Linked DNA regions of Canis lupus: region 1 is linked to region 2. A link is a contact called in public Hi-C data. All regions are on one chromosome and are shown on one strand. The core of a region is the stretch at or near the end of the contact, and the rest is flanking DNA. Distances in the headings are between cores, read along the strand shown. Region 1 holds the start of RAB30 (ras-related protein Rab-30). Region 2 holds the start of CCDC90B (coiled-coil domain-containing protein 90B, mitochondrial).

The links. Hi-C and Micro-C count contacts between places; a contact is called where the count stands out from the background.
Region 1: a contact with region 2 is called in a Hi-C map of blood, with 2.5 times the contacts expected there. The contact joins the promoter of RAB30 here to the promoter of CCDC90B in region 2. A contact is called at or near these places in 2 of 9 Hi-C or Micro-C datasets (both in blood).

The regions. Positions count from the first base shown.
Region 1 is chr21:16,210,206-16,213,322 of UU_Cfam_GSD_1.0, forward strand. It overlaps RAB30 (ras-related protein Rab-30), which reads left to right and starts at 1,509. Exons shown (of 5, transcript XM_038568476.1): 1 at 1,509-1,755. It overlaps LOC111091511 (a long non-coding RNA gene), which reads right to left and starts at 1,496. Exons shown (of 4, transcript XR_005375595.1): 1 at 1,197-1,496; 2 at 272-334.
Region 2 is chr21:15,984,041-15,987,097 of UU_Cfam_GSD_1.0, forward strand. It overlaps CCDC90B (coiled-coil domain-containing protein 90B, mitochondrial), which reads left to right and starts at 1,711. Exons shown (of 8, transcript XM_038568473.1): 1 at 1,711-2,211. The coding sequence starts at 1,914. It overlaps LOC111091508 (a long non-coding RNA gene), which reads right to left and starts at 2,325. Exons shown (of 4, transcript XR_005375591.1): 1 at 1,505-2,325; 2 at 477-528.

The DNA.
Region 1 (3,117 bases), core at 259-2,758, 230 kb after region 2:
AACGTGACAGAAGATCATTCTTTTATGTTTTTGTAGTTATCATCTGTATACATCTTAAAGGCTGTTTCTACTATGTTTTTATTCTTTTTCATCACTCTGCCTAGCTTTTCCGGATAGGAGAATCCATCCATCAACTGTACTGTTATTACTAACTCCTAACAGAGAGGTGAAATGCATACCCTTGCCGACCCAAAGTAACAAGTTCCTAATGTTGTTTTTAGAATAATTGTGCAAGAGGGAGGGAGGAAAAAAAAAAAAATATATATATCACATTTTTAACCCTTCAGACACCCTCAGGAAGAAAAGACATTTTCCATCTTTCATAGTGCAGTCTCTGAAAAAGAACAAATATACAGCATTGTTTTAGTAACACAATTGGAAAAAAAAATACAGTTCATTTGAGATCCTGAGCAAGATAACGTAAAGACCAGTGATTTTGGTTTCAGTTAATTGAGAACAAAAGAAATTAGTTCTCAATGTTAATCGTATATATGGACTATCACAAATTAAACACTAAGTGTATTTTTAAAATAAAATACATGGTGACCCATGCTAAAGAACACCGCGTCTTCTCAGTATTTTAGCATACACTACACGTTTACCCAAGTACCCAGGTTACCTCGAAACCGACCGCCAGCTGTCAACAGGGCAGTAACACCCTGACACGCCAACCGGGCGCTGGTCCGCTAGACCGCGCCGTCTTCCCTCAATCGCGGCGCCAAAGCCCCGTCCCCTCACCCCGTGCTCCGCAGCGTGGCCACTAGAGCAAACACCCCTTTCTTCGGACCCTTCCGCAAATCATTCCTGTCTGAAAAACCCATAAAGGTCCGAAACCTTGCGGAGGGGTAAGGAAAGTTGGAAATATAAATGACAAAAAGATAAAAATAAAATTGGGAGGAGTAACCCAGCTCCGCGTGGGTGGAAGCCGGCTTCGCTGACCCGAGTGACAAGGGTCGCGTCCGGGGTCCCCGCAGCCCAAGGATACCGACCGCTCCGAGGGTCCCGTAAGCGGGCCTAAGTGATGCTCTGGGCCCAGGAGTACACGGACTCCCTCAACCCCTTAATAAGAAAAGGACGAAGACCGGTAGGGTACGTCTACGACCTGCCGGACAGCGAGGCCGAGGCCCAGTCGGCCTCTGGATACTGCGTCCAGCTGGACCCGCCCTCCAATCTGCCCCCAGATGCCGCGTCCACACCTGGGTCCCCGGGTTTGGGCCCTGTGCTCTCCGCTCGGTTTACCCTCCACCGCCGTCCCCACCGCACCACCATTCGGCTCGCGCGCTGCCTAAAACCTCAGCCAGGTTCCGCGGACTCTTCCCGGCACTCCTAACATGGCGGCCGGGTCCCCTTCGCTCCCGGGGCCCACTCTGGGCGCGTCCGACCTTGGCGCATTTTGGGCATTGTAGTTCCCGAGATAGCCCCGGTGTCCTGCCGGGCCCTTAGAAGACTACGATTCCCAGAGTGCACCGCTCCTGAGCATGGCTATTGGGGCCTTTCGGACAGAGGGATGATGTCATTGCAAAAACCCCACTGCATTCATTGTGCTACGGTCTATCCACCCCCCTGCTGCTGCTGCTGCTGCTGGGCTTGCGTTTGCCGCTTGCTCCAGCTGAGCTAAGAGTAGCAGCGGCACCAGGGCAGGGACTGACTCCAGCCCTTGGACTTAGGACATCGCAACACGTTCTCTTGCCTGCGTGACTCATTCGCACATCATTTCTGTTTATGCCTGGGGTGGGGAGAACTATCCCAAACCAGGTGAGTTGAAGTGATTTATTCAAATGGTTCTACCAAGTTATTCCTCCCGCTTAATTCTCAAGGCTTTCTTTTGGGAAGATGGGGGCGGGAGGATTGGAGAGGTGCTCGCAAGTGCTGCTAAGCAAAAAGCTCTGTGCAATTTGGGTCACTGCAAAGAACAACTCTAGCAACCTACCCCCGCCAGAGGACCGATTCCTGCCAATTCTCTAGTCGCAACTCCCCTCAACCTTTCTGAGGATGGGAGAGGGGGCTGGGCTGGGGAGGATGTTGGGAAGTGCTCTTGGAAAATCAGAAGAAGGCAGAGGTGGGGGACTGCAGTCCTGTCACTTAGGGCCCCAGAGTGCTGAGGTTTGAGTGGGAAGGGGTGATGCGTGGGGAGAAATGGAGACAGTGATTTAATGTGGTTGCACTACTTTAGAACATTTCTATGTCGCTTGAGCAAGCACACACTATTTATTTTTAAGATGAGCGTGCTTTTGAGTAGGTTAAGTTTTGTGGGGCTCTATTTTACGTGTGTGTCTGTGTCGTTTGTGTCGCCTTTTCTGCTGATTTGAGGTGACACTGTCCTTTAATGGTGCACTCCCTGCCAGTCAGAAACATTTCACGTGTCTGGGGAAGCTTCTCTTAGGCTGCTGGAAGCAGCATTTTTGTTAAGTGTTTTTCTTCTTCCCACTGCAGGATTGTTTGGAAGTGGAGCCGACAGATTTGTGCTCGTGTGAGTGTTTTAAATTATGTGGCAGTAGGCTCCTTGCCACTGACAATGGTACCATAATGAGCTGCCTTTTCGTGAGGCACAGTCACCAGTCACAACTAAAGGTTTGACGAAGGGATCATTAGGGAAATCCTGGTTCATTTTGATGCATTAGGGAAAGGGAAAGTTAGAAGTACTGTTAACCTTCATTTGCCATTACTGAAAGGTACCCAGAAGGTATCTTCTGAAAAGAAGAGTGATCCTGGCCAGGGAAATCAAGGAGCATAGAGGTGTTTTTTGTTTGTTTTTTGGGGTTTTGTTTTTAAGCGAACTGACACATTTAATAAGATAGAAAGCATTCTGGCTTGTATGATTTTGGCTTTTGTAAGAGTTATTAGGATGATTAGTGCAATAAATGTTACTTTGAGATAAACAGCTGGGTGACTCCAGAACAGATGGGGCCAGTCTTAGCTGAGAGATCTACAACCTTGGAAATGAATGGACTTGGGGTCAACCACACCCCCTCTTGGAATGTCAAAACAAGGAGAAATGCCAGAGCATTTTATGCTTAACTCTAAAATGCCAAATCTTTTTGTAGCCAGGTCAGGCATTGGGTGAAAGTCATTCCTGGTTGTTTTCTGCTGAACAAATTTTGTCCATTTTCGATTCAG
Region 2 (3,057 bases), core at 461-2,960:
TGTATAAACCCAATTCCTTAGTCTTTTTTATTCTTGTTTTCGGTGTTGTCTCCCCCAACATTGCTCCATCTTCCAAATGACTTCAATGTGCCAGTCTATTAGGGCTCCTCACCAAACTGTGACTATACTTCGAACATTTACTGATTCATTCAACACATATTTACCGAAGGCTCATTCTGGGCCAGGAGTTATGCCAGATGTTGGAGAAAACGGTGACAGATATGAGTCTGCCATCACGGAGGATACAAAGAAGAACAAGTGCACCAGCAGGGACATGGGCTGCTTGCTGCAGGTGATCCATGAAAGAAAATAGGATTGGCCCTTCTCTGGTCACGTGACTAATCAACTATTTCTGTCCTGGAGGTTTACAGTAATGTAAATAATAACCAGGAAGTGTGAATAGTTAATATATTCAAAGATATACTTTTTCCATAATCATTACTTAAGGTAATTAAAAATATCGTGGTCCCACTTACTGGTCTCTATCTTCCAAGTAGTCTGTGAACTCCTCCAGAACAGTGATCATCCCTTAATCGACAGAATTACAATCATATTGGGTATACATACACATATGTATATATCATTACTTTAATATACATGTGTCTATATAAATAATTTTTTAAATGATTATGTCATATTAATGATTATATAGTATTCCATGATTGTATAATATTCTCATTTGTATAATAATTGCAACTACATGATTGTATAGTATTCCAATTTGGGACATTAGTGCAAGTTGTTAAATCACATTGAATATTTAGATTATTTCTAATGTTTTACTGTTACAAATAGCATATCATGGGTTGTAGTTTTTAAAAATCTTAGCTACAGATATGATTTTTTTTTTCCTTAGGATAAAATCTTTAGAAGGGAACCTCTGGCTATTCACCTTTTTAAATTTCATATATATTATTAAATTAATTTTCAAACGTATTGCGCTTATACTCCTGCCAGCAGTGTGAATGACCCTATCTAATTACATATTTGCTGGGATCAGTAATTCTTTTTTTTTTTTTTTAAGTTTAATAAGTAAAGCTGGTAGCTCTTTATGTTTGCTCTCATTTAACTGGTGAGATTAAGTTGTTCTTTTTTTTTTCCTTCAATCTTTAATAGCCATTTATATTTCCTTTCCATAAATTGCCTGTTAAAGCCCTTGCTGGCAGGAACCAAGTGTTGTTCCTTTAATGTGCCTCAGTGCTTAGAAGGGTACTTTATGCAGCTTGCCCACAAAGCTTTGAAAACAAACAGGTAGAAAAATCCAGGGCTGTCCCCTGTCCAGTGTTGGTTTGCAATAAATCTGTATTTAGGCAAAAAAAAAAAAAAATCCAGGGCTAACTGTTTACATCCTTGTGAGAATAATTAAGCCACTAAAACCTAACGATTGTGACCACTTTAGAATTTACGAAGAACATATTAGCATATCTGGACCCCACAACTACTGTGCGTTGCTGTTTTCAGCGTTTTTACTGTGTGGAACAAAGTCTGTAGTAAAAGGCCTCACAGGGATAAGTGGTGAAAATCAGGTCCACTGTGGCAACAAACGGTTTCCGCCGAGACAAGGACTGACGTTCGTCCTCCTGTACACCAGAGGGCGAAGCAGTAGGTCGTGAACCAGCATGAATGAGGCCCTCTCTGGACTACATTTCCCAGGTTTCTGCGCGATCTCCCGGAATGCTCCGCGGACGAGGATTTAGGTCCCAGGTTTCCCCGCGGTAGGATGTGACTCCGTCTCTCGGCCAGGCGCGCCTGATGGCCGCCGGCTTTCTCAGGGAACTCTCGCTGTTGAGCTGTTCCTCGTTGCTAGGAAACGGTTGCTAGAAGGTTCTCAGACGCGGTCCCGCTTTCTTAGGGCGGTAACGTCGTGCGGCGGTCGGGAAGGGGCGGTGGGAGGAGCGGAGCCGCTGTGAACCATGCTCCTGGATTGTGGGTCCGTCTGTGCAGAGGCCCATCTGCAGGACGGCGGTTGGAGTCCGCGCCGGCGGTCCCCTGTGCGGCAGGCGGAAAACTACACTTCCCAGCATCCTCGCGGTGCCAGAACTACGTTGCCCGAAATCCTGAGCGTGATTCAGCCAGCCTTTCGCCTCCTCCCGCCGGCCCGAAAGCAGGAGATGTGGAGTCGCTGTGTTTGGTGGCTCCTGCGCTCTGAGGGTCGTGGGGACCGCCGGGTTTGGAGCCCCGGCGGGCCTTTCTCGCTGGCCTTGCGAAGAGGTGAGACGAGGGCAACTTGTCACCAATGCCCGAGTGCTCTCTGAGGAGACCGCCAATGGTTTCTGCTTGCTCGGCCGCGCGGTTCGGCGAGAGGGTCACGCCCCTCCCGGCCCCGCCGTGACTGGCGACCCCGCCACTGGGTCTGGCCCGGTGGCTTTGGGGCGGGAAGGGGGAGGACCGAGTAGAGGACCGCCTTCCCCTTCCGATACCGGGGCTCCGAGAGCCTGGGGTACCGACCAGGCCTCCACAGTTCGAGCCCCCCACGCTGCTTTCTCAGCTCTCGTTTGCTCCCGCCTGTCTAACGAGGCCCCGCGCCCTCGGAGCTCTCTCGGGGGCGATCCGTGTGCTGAGTTGCGGTGTCTCTCGTGGCCTGTTCGAACTTGGGTCGTGGTATGTGGGCGCTGTCTCGAGTCCACGTTTTTCGTAGACAACAGCATACATCTCAGGTCAGGCTGGCTTTATTTTCGTTGTAATTTCTAGTAGTCTGCGATCCTGTAGCAGCCATTCAAAACAAAACGTGAATTGCTGGAATCTGCAAGTGTCGAACTTGTTGGCAACTCTTGGCATTGTGTCCTGAAGGACGTCTGACTTTATGCTGAGGGACAATTCCAAGATCCGCCCCCCCCCCCCCCACACACACACACCCCTTTATAAAAACTAAGGCTGTCCACAGAATAGGCACTTCGTACTAACCCTGGCGTTCTCTGTTCACTTTCTTAAATCTTCATTGCTGTGTGAGGTGAGCCACCCAGTGCCCACTGTACGTGGTGCCATTCTAGCTGCTTCATTTTACTCAGGAAGGTTGCCCCTGATCTGCCGCCTATTAGACCGTGCTGTTGAGCTTCC